Linked DNA regions of Mus musculus: region 2 is linked to region 1. A link is a contact called in public promoter capture Hi-C data. All regions are on one chromosome and are shown on one strand. The core of a region is the stretch at or near the end of the contact, and the rest is flanking DNA. Distances in the headings are between cores, read along the strand shown.

Evidence for each region. Promoter capture Hi-C pulls out the DNA fragments that hold promoters and counts their contacts.
Region 2: a promoter capture Hi-C map of hippocampal neurons shows a contact between it and region 1, with 2.4 times the contacts expected there. The contact joins the promoter of Scn3b here to the promoter of Olfr961 in region 1. A contact is called at or near these places in 3 of 39 promoter capture datasets (the C10 cell line, hippocampal neurons and liver) and 1 of 115 datasets of contacts at active chromatin or transcription factors (forebrain).

The regions. Positions count from the first base shown.
Region 1 is chr9:39,643,520-39,648,504 of GRCm38.p6, reverse strand. Olfr961 (olfactory receptor 961) reads right to left here and starts at 1,777. Exons shown (of 1, transcript NM_146504.1): 1 at 833-1,777. The coding sequence starts at 1,777. The coding sequence ends at 833.
Region 2 is chr9:40,267,727-40,272,987 of GRCm38.p6, reverse strand. It overlaps Scn3b (sodium channel, voltage-gated, type III, beta), which reads right to left and starts at 3,772. Exons shown (of 7, transcript NM_001083917.1): 1 at 3,386-3,772; 2 at 2,941-3,020. The coding sequence starts at 2,995.

The DNA of each region.
Region 1 (4,985 bases), core at 528-3,027:
CAAGAAGAAAAACATATTCACTAAAAACTTAACTAGGTTTTATAAATAAAATGTATCTATTTAATTTTCCCAGCAATTTGGAGCATAGAAATAAAGAATGGGAAATGAGTTATACATGATACTCTGAAAAAGAAACCACATAATTTTTCCCATGGAAACTTACAGCTATCTGATTTACAGACATTATACCTATACCAAATTTCCTGTTTTTGAAATGAATAAATATATTTCAATTTAATTGGCCTTTTGGTAGATGTGAGACACCGTTATAAAACTTAAGTGGATAGTGAGCAACTAAGAAGAAATAATCAAGGTTTGTGCCTATCAAGGGATAAAATTAAAACACAAGAAACTTCTAAAATACAGAAGATGTGCGCAAGAAACACGTTTGGATTCTCACAAGACTGCATGTGAAAGGCTCAATTTAATTCAGTTTTCATTAGTTTGAATTCCTGAGATTTTGGTAGAAATCTGGAATGTACTTTCTCCATTTAGAATGGATATAAAATTCTAAGACAGTGAATGGAAGAGGGTAAGTGAGTTTGTGAGCCCCTTTAGAGTTAGATAACAAACACATATTGGGGAATAGTGGTGATGAGAGAGAACTCACACAGCATAAAAATTAACACATCTGTGCAGACATTTCATCACACGTTACATCATAAAACAGAGAAATATAAAATAAACATGTATCTTCAAATGGTGAAGGAAGTGGCAAATTGATATAATGTACATTTCAATTTAATATGCCCTGGAATTATAGATAACATGTGTCCTGTGAAGTAAGTCATAGACTCAAAGTAAACTGAATCAGACACTCTTCAGCAAACACTTAGCTGTTTTCATTTACTTCCAGGCTAAGACACCTCTTAAGAAATACATGCCTCAGGGCTGCTTTCACATCCTTGTTCCTCAGGCTGTAGATCAATGGGTTGATGGTGGGTGTCACAAGATTGTGCAAAATCTGAATAATCGCACTAAGCAATGGACTAGGGTTGGGCTGTAGGTAGATGACGATGACAGGTCCATAGACACACATGATGGCTGTGAGGTGGGCACTGCAGGTGGAGAACGCTCTCTGCCTGCCTTCTGTTGAGCGGATTTTTGAGATGGAGATCCCAATTCGAGTGTAGGATACAATAATGAGAAAGAAACAAATGAGAGATAAAAGACCAACATTTGTGAAACCTACCCTCTGTGCTAGAGAGGAATCTTCACAGGCTAGCAGTAACACTGCAGGCATGTCACAGAAGTAATAACTCACCTCACTGGGGCCACAGTAGGGCAACTGGAAAGTGAGGGAAGTTAGGATGGTGGCATGCACACAGCCACTCATCCAGGTCCCTGTGGCCAAGACACAGCATACTCTGTGGTTCATGATGATTGTGTATCTCAAAGGGAAGCATATGGCAACAAAGCGGTCATAGGCCATCACTGTGTACAAGAAACACAATGTGCAACCCAGACAATGATAGAAGAAGTGTTGTACAACACATCCCTGAAAAGAGATCCCTCCACCCCATCCTGAGAGATATGACAACATCTTTGGAGCTGTAGTGGAACAGAAACCTAAGTCAAAGATGGAGAGGTTTCCCAAGAAAAAGTACATGGGTGTGTGTAGTCTTGGGGAGGTAGTGATTGCAGTAAGAATGAGAAAGTTTCCCAGCAGGGCACAGGCATACATTGTTGAAAACAGAAAAAGCAGGGCATTTTCCAGGCCCTCTGTCTCAGGGATGCCCAGCAAGGTGAATTCTGTCACCATAGTGTGGTTTGTCATGTTTATGGATGAATCAGCTCCTGGGAGTCTGTGGAAAGAAATTCTTGGTGAAATTTATTGTGTATGTAGATTAGAGTTTAGATCACAGGGGTGGAGAAAAAAGATGCTTATATGTACAGATAGCTGTTGTAAATATTATTGCTTTTCCTGATGATTGAATGTCTTTCTGTAGTTAGGTTTCTAATTGTAGACAATACTCCTTAAAATTTTTACCCAGGAGACAATTTCCAAGCCAATTGCAGATGGTTTCCTTCACAGTCTCACCCAGAAAATAACTCCCAAGGCTAGTTATTTTCCTCTCTTCCCTTCTTTAGAAAAATGTTCAATTCCATCATTCCAGATGCTCCATTGAGGTTCTAGAATGAATAAAAAGACTCTAGAAATGAGTAGTGAGTAACAGGGGTGCATGGGGTAGGATAAGGATAAGGGAGAGTTGGGTTTAAACATAACCAGTATACATCATACACAGATGTGAAGTTGTCTAAGAACAGATTCAATTAATGAATGATTATTTTCCAGGCAAGTTAGCAACCAGCATCTAGTATTGAGGCTAATAAGAATCAGAAACTACAGTAATTAGAAGCAATTTACAACAGCAAAGAATATACTTGTAATTTTAAGCTCTAAATGTGGACCTCATTAAAACTGGAAGTTGAATGAATACCCTAAATCTTTGTTACTCAGCAGCATGAACATGTGGACTCTCCTCTTTGGACAAAGGAGGATTTGTGATTGTACATGGGATTATCCTGTGGCTTGTATAAAGGAAAATTGAGAATAGCATAGTGACTGAAGGCTCTGTAAGCACTTTTTTATTATAGCACTATTTGCATGCTGTAATCGTCTTTTTCTGAAATAGACTATACATCTCACATATATACAAATGAACAGTACACACACAGGGCGAGAGAAAGGAGAGAAAGAAGGGAGGGAGAGGGAGAGAGAGAGAGGGATAGGTCCAAACATCACTATTTATATTGTGTTAAATTTTTAAAGGAAATTTGTCACATATGTTCTGGGAGGTAAATGAAGGATGTATACAAGTTCAAAAAGGCAACCTCAAAAGTACTGTATTAAACAACTATATGTAAGGAACAGGAGTATACACATCAGACCATCAGACATTAAACAATAAAATTAAATGTACTCAAAATCTATGAAGTGTAACTGCCCATAACAAAGAAAGACTGTATTGAATTTCTTAGGTTCCTATGTGAATATAAGAATGTGACATTAAGATGTCTATTCTTGGTTATGATCATTTCTAGTTTTTATCTTTTGAAAAATCCTTATACATTTTTATTTATTTCAGTTTCAATACAACACAATCCTTAAGTTATCTCTTAAAGTTTACTGCCTAAATCTTTACCCACCCACCTCCTTCTGTATTATTCCTTTAGACACTGAGAGACTGAATACTCAGATAAAGATTAAGGACACATCTGCATACTTACTGAGACAACAGAAGGCCCAAGATGATGGCACTATTGAGTGTTGTCTTTCTTTCTTCCTCCAGCAGATTTGAGGAGACTCACTTCCTTTAATCTGTAAGTAGGAACTGAGAGTTCTTCCTCCTTTGTATCAATTTTCAGTGGAATGGCATGTGTCTAAGTGTCCTTCAACTCCCTGGCAGCAATTCCCTGTTTGGTTCCAGGACCTGCAATAAGTTGCAACAAAGATTTTAAATAATTGAGATCTTCCTTTGGGTATTAATCTCAAGGGGAAGGAGTATTATTGAGAAAGCATCTCATTAACTTCTTGGTTTAATTGTGTTGTGGTAGGGGAGGTTGTTTCAGTATCTTTAGTGAACACTTCTATGGATTATGCTATTCAAAAATGTTCACTTGAAACCTCAAGCATACCTCTTGGATACTTAACCTGTTATTAAAGATTATAAAATCTGATAATTCTGAAATCCTATTTATTACATGCAGACTTATATGTTTAGGTGGGGTTCTCTGAAGACAGGAGAAGTGCTGTCTCAGACGATGTTCTTTTGGCTGGGATCAGTAGAGTCAATCAGAAGATGCAGTGGGGAAAGTCAAAGCAGTTTCCCAGCAGGCACATTGTCACAGATGCTGTGCATGAGGCAAAGGTGCTCAACATGCCCAGAGAATTTAATAGGGGCCTGAAAGTCAAAGCCTGTATTTTCAGTTTCTGAGGAGCCTTAGAGAATATGATCACACATTTAGTCATATGGAATGGTATCACAAATCTGCCACAGTGATAGATGTTATTCAAGTTTAACCTGGGACACTTGGTATGGTCCCAAATTTGTGCTCAATCATAATTTGAAGGGTATTCTTTCAATTTTCCCTTGTTATAGCAAAATTCCAGGGAGCAGGTTTGTTGCAAAAGTAAAGTATTTATTTAGCTCACAAAGCTGGAGATCAGGGTAAGGGCAAAATTAAAAAAAAAAAAAAACTACAGATGAAAATAATTCCATGAAATTTGTGTGTAACAATAAACACACCGACTACTTGTTCCTATTAATCTGTTCTTTAAAAAAGGAAATAATTTTCATTTTCAGTTTTGTTAGGGTAGAACAATAAGGATTTGTGGGGGAAAATAGCTCAACAAACTAACAAATGATAATTAGGACATTTCCGGAATGGATTGGAAGGCTTTCCCCCCAAAGAGTAAGATGAATGAACTGCTTGCCTATGCAAGAGAAATGCTTAAGAAGACAACACCAGTGCCAAGGCAGACAGTGAGTGCAGGAGTAGGAGCTGCCATGACTTGGAACTGCATCTACAATCTGGTGCTTGGTAGATTATGATGGAAATCTATGACCAGTAGCTGGGTGACATGGTTAGGACTAAGTGCATGACCACCATATACATGGAGCATGGAAAGGATCATGTCTAGTTCCAGATGCATAATCTCATATTCAATTTTAAGCTGATGATCAGTCAGGAACTGCATCAGGGTTGATGAGGTTGGCATCATCTTCATTGCCTTTGTCATGGAATGAGGTAGCATGTGAGTTTCACCACAATCTATCTTTTCTCATTCACTACCGACACTAAATATTTAACAATCAGGGAAAATATATTCAATTGTGATCTCTGGTGGGATTCAGTCCCTAGACAGAATGAAATAAATATATCAAATCTTAACATTTTCAACCATAGTTCTTTCTTTTCCAGGGTTCCAGTATGTGTGGACACATCTTTAGAATGTTACCCTATTGGCCATCTTGAATCAT
Region 2 (5,261 bases), core at 2,523-5,022, 620 kb before region 1:
CGGAAGCCCTGCGCAGCACATTGCAAAATGGCCACAAAGTTCCCCCACCTCCTTTGCTTGCACTCTACCCTAGGACCTCCTTGCTCCTCCTATCAACAGTGAAGTCAGTCTCTCCACCGTCTCACTGCCTTTCTGTCTGTGACACCATCTCGGTACCCACCCAAGGCGGTACCTGTGGAAGGGGTTAAGCCACATCACTGGCTATAAATCGTAATCTCTTGGAATGTTGTAGCCTGCATCGTTGACCTTGGAATGCACCATCATTTCTATAGCGATGATGAAGACCATCGTGAGGGCAAAGGTGGTGCCTCAAGGATTACAGACTAACACTTAGAACCAACTTCCCTGCTCCTTTCAGACTTTTCTTTTCTTTGCCCTTCCTGAGTTCTCCCTAGAACGGTTCCTCTACAGTAAGATAATGAAGGCTTTAATTAGAATGTAAATAATGCACAAGGCATGGTTATGAATAAAGATATTTTTAGATGTTAACATCCTGAAACAGTTTAGCCTATCAGATTAGCAGGGCCTTGGAGGAATGGAGTCCAGGAAGGGCTTGCCAGGGGAAGAAGAAAACTCCCCCTAATAATACAATGGACCCCTGTAGAGCAAAACTAGAGAAGGCACAGGGAGCTAAAAGTTGGATGAACTCCTAGGAAAGGGGGGGGCGGGTGGTGGAATGAGAGGGAGGCTCAGAGGGAAAATTCCAGGACTAATGTCCACTTGGCAATTGTACACAATATCACATGTGTCTACGAGGGATGCTGGAAGACCAAGACAGGAAAGATAACTGCTCTCTATCAACCCTCTGCCCTTTATGAACTCACCTTCTCCTGCCTAAAATGGAAATCAGTCATGTCACTCTGCCCTGTCACAGTGACCAAAAGAAGTAATGGATATTAGAATTATATGCAAACAAAATAAAATTGTACTTTTTAGTGAGGCTACTTCCCTTACACAAACAGCCAGGCATTCTGAAACCCTTTTGGTGAGCCAATGTTTGGGTTACAAAACCTTGGGATGAGCAGGGGTAGAAGTGACTTGTACAGTTAGTCGGCCCAAAGATTTTGGGGGAAGTTTGGGCCCTCTGCATATTCTAATAATATTCTGTAGGTGTTCTCTTATGGTTGGGTTGTCAGCTGAAAGGCATGTTTGATGTAATCTGTGACAACTTTCAAGCTTCATATTTATCAGACATTCTGAGGATGTTACCTAACAAAAATAAAGTGGTAGAGCAGAGATAGAACTGAGACACAGGGCTTTGTGAGTCCTGGGCAAGAGGGCCAAGACTGCCCTCCCCACCCTCTGGAATTCAGAGTTTGGAAAGATGACGGCAGACCCTTCTCTACAACGTGAGCCTCAGCCACACCTTCTCCTATCCTGCCACACTAACCTTCCTTAAGCCCAACCGGCCTAGCTTTTCCCTGGAGCAAATATCAACCTTGATCTTCAAGACAAATGAGCTCCTTGGCAGCCCCTATGTCAGCTTCATCTCCAAGTCTCCTGTAGGCTACAGGGAATGGGTTGTGGTGAGTCTGCCCTTGGGGTTGGCATCATTCTCTTCCTTTTCTTTCCTGTTCTTGTTTCACTAGGCATTTTGTTCAACAGGAAACTTGGTTCCTTCCTCTTCTGGTCACGTGCAAAATCTAAATAATACATTCAGCTACAGTTAGTATCCAAGGCTTGACAAAGTGATATTCAGGCAAGGAGGCATGCCTGCCACTGCACAGGCAGAGTGCGAGCCAAGCCCATCACAGGAACATAATCCCACGAGCCTACTTTATGTAAGGGAGGTGGGTACAATCCATTATGGTTTTGTTGATTTGAATTTAGAGGAAGGTAAGCTAAACCCATACAAACTGACTTATCAACTGAAGAGCACCTATACTTGAACCAAGGGCAGAGTCAAAGACATGAAAGCAAAACTGTTAGAAGCACACACACACACACACACACACACACACACACACACACACACACACTGTTAAGTCTCACTAGTCCATTCAGATACTCATACTGACATGCTCAGATGCATGCCTGGGCACACACTTATAAACAGAGACATACATTAACATACTGTAAAACACTGTGTGTGTCACACACTCACATATTAGCACTTAGATGTTCAATTCCCTTAGCACACATTCAGGTATCCAATTGTGAGCTATGCTTGAAGCTGTTTAGCCCAGCATTATTGTCACAAGTCCCTTATTTGGAGGGGCAATGTCATCTGAGTCTCTTACAACTGACAACCAAGAAAAAAACAAAAAACAAAAAAAACAAAGATCCAGAAACAAACCCAAGAACAACAAAACCAGCTTACCAAATATCAAAGCCCTTCAGTTCCTGCAAACTAAATGCATTTCTCATCTGTCTATCAGTGCACAGCAGCAAATGGCTGGAACTGCTATCCCATCCATTCTTAGTTAAAATTTAACAGATGGACAAGCTATAGTTTCTCTCTCTCAAAATTCATGCATCCAGGTTTTGTGCTTTTTTTTAAACCATAGAGAGAAATGAGTGTGCCCCCCCCCCCCACACACACATACACCAAATCATTGAGATTTTCAGGACTGACTGACTCTTCACTGAGCGATGCAAATGTAAAAAATGCAAGCAAGATTTTGAAATAATAAACGGATACATTCCTTTTCAGCAAAGGGGGAAGGGAGGAGAAAAAATAAAAATTAGGAAAGACGGGAATCAGAGAAGCATTAAAGATGGTTAGGAGGGAAAAAAAAATCAAGGCACAGGGAGCAGGGAGGTGCCTTTGCAAACCTCCAAACCCAGGTCTCTGGGAGCGCGTGTGGATCTCCATGTCTGGCAAAAATGCACAGAGAGAAACCAGAGCTCCTTTTTGTCACCATCGACATCACTTAAGTGTTGTTATTGTTAGCACGATGCGTGGTATTAGCACATTGCAAGGCAGGGTGCTGTACTTACCCCAGTAGATGAGCACTAGAGAAGCTAGGGGAAGCAATCTGTTGAAGGCAGGCATCTTTTCTCGTAAGTGGTTTCTGGAACTGAACAGAGAGGATCTCTGTCAAGGACTGAGCCCTCTGATTCTTTCGAGGAAACCTTCAGGGATTAACTGCCCCTAAGGGAGCGGACCTTCTGAGTGGGAGGAGGAAGAAAAAGGTCAAGTCCCCTTCCTAGGGGGTCTGCGGGATCTGGAGCCCAGTGTAGGTGTCAGCTGAAGCCACCTCGCTAAAGCGAGCCTCGGGGCTTGGCTCAGCACCACGGACAGTAGCCTTCCCGCCCACCCCACTCTTGGAATTCCAACCCTCTCCTCTGCTTGCGTTTGCAACCAAAGCAAAGTGGACTGGGAAGGGAGTCTCGCAGCCGGCGCGGGGATGCTGGCCTGTGGAAGGAGTCAGTGTTGATTCACCTCTCGCCTCCCCTAGGGACAGCGACTTCGATCCACCGAGACTCAGAATCTCGGGCTTCTACGGCGGGGCAGGCTTCTCCAGCTGGGCGTGTCCCCACTCCAGCCGTCGTCTGGGCTACAGAATGTGTTCCACTTCAGTCTTGTACACAGCAGCCCCGGGCTCCCATGAGGTCCACCAGGCGTGGAAAGAGGCGGGAGCTTCGGTGGGACTGGCGATCTCAGAGGTGGAGGCTGGGTAGAGGGGGGGACCCCCTTCCGCGGGGCGCGTCTCTGGATCCTGCGAAGCCCCGATGCTGGGCGATTGGGTGATCAAGCCGCCCCTCTCCAGGGCCACCCCCTAGCTGAATGTGTTGCTAGCCTTGACATGCGCAGGCAGCTCTCTGCCGCTTTGGTCGCTATGGACCCTCCCCCTTGGACACATATTCCCCACCCCTAAACCCACGTGCCCCTCCCAGGGCTGGCGCGTTGAGAAGAGGGGGAGGAGCGCAAACACCCTCCGACCGCGGTGGCTTCTTGTCTGGCTAGCTGGCTGTCACCTCGGTTTTCTACTGTCTGGGTTTCTCTCTGAGTTATGGACACACACATAGCTTCCACCTATTTACCCACCCCCTCCAGGCAACCCCACTCCTGCTGCCTCCCAAATACACTTGCCCACAGCTCTGGGGAATGGAGGGACACATCTCTTTGAAGCAATGATGTCATCTATAATAGTTACAGTACCAGCTAGCTCCTGGCTGGCTTCTCTTCGCCCTCTACTTTATCCCCCCCCCCCTTCTTGCCTCCCCAGCCTTTGAATTGCCTTGATTAATGGGTTCCCACACAAGGGACACAGCAAGGCAATTTCTGCTTGTAGCAAATAGGGTAGGGTGTGGCACACCTGTCCCTACCTCAGTGCTCAGTCTAGTTCCAAATGCGAGCTTCGGATAAGCTTTAGGGTAGGGATAAGGAAGGATGATTTCTCGTTTCCCAAGTTATCTGAGGTGCCCCACCTTCCCCAACCATTTGTAGGCAGATAGACGATGTGATGTTGAGACGGTTTCCAACTCTTAGACGCTCCGAGTCCTAGCAGCTGCTGAGCATCCCCGCCCTATTTCTGGAAGGGAAACCTGAACCTTTACACTCAGTTATAAACTCGAATTGACTTAACGGATTAGGCATGCCTGGAATCGAAGGGAAGGCTTAATGGTGAAAGACTGGTACAAAAGTCTGGCTCCTGCCCAGGCCCTTTTCTCCTGTTCTCTAGCCAAAAAGGGGTGGGGGTCGGGGGGGGGGGCATAACAGTGATATTCCTAAAGGGAATGCGGAGTAACAGCTGACGGTAAATGAACTATACACAGGAAATGCTCCCTGCTAAATGTCACATACACAGTCACAGAAGGTCCTCAGTCAGGTTTCTTCCCGGGCCGAGAGCCACGGGGTCGTAAAACGCCATCTTGTGTTGAGGATCAGCCTTTGAGGTTCTCAAAATCTGCAACATCTTTCACAACTCAGGAATCAGTGAGGCGCTTTCCTGACGAGTGTGCTGGAACTCTCTTGTGTGACAGCTGGCTCTTCACAGCTTAACCGCCCCCCGCCCCCCCCTTCTGACGCGTAAGGAAGTTCTTTGTACTCATTTGACTTCTATACCCATTCCTCCCCAAGCTGCATTAATCGTTCTTGATACATTTTCCTCAATAAAGAAGTCATTTCCTCCATGACCCATCGCAAGAACTTTTTGTTTGGAACTAAACTTCTCCAGTGTACAATAGTTTCTAGCCAACCCCAATCTCTGACTACCCTGGCTACTTTTTTCACTCATCAACATGATTCTCTGACATTATGAATAGGAGCTAGTCCTTTTTGTGTGGTCTGAGCAGAACAAATCTGATGGAATCAG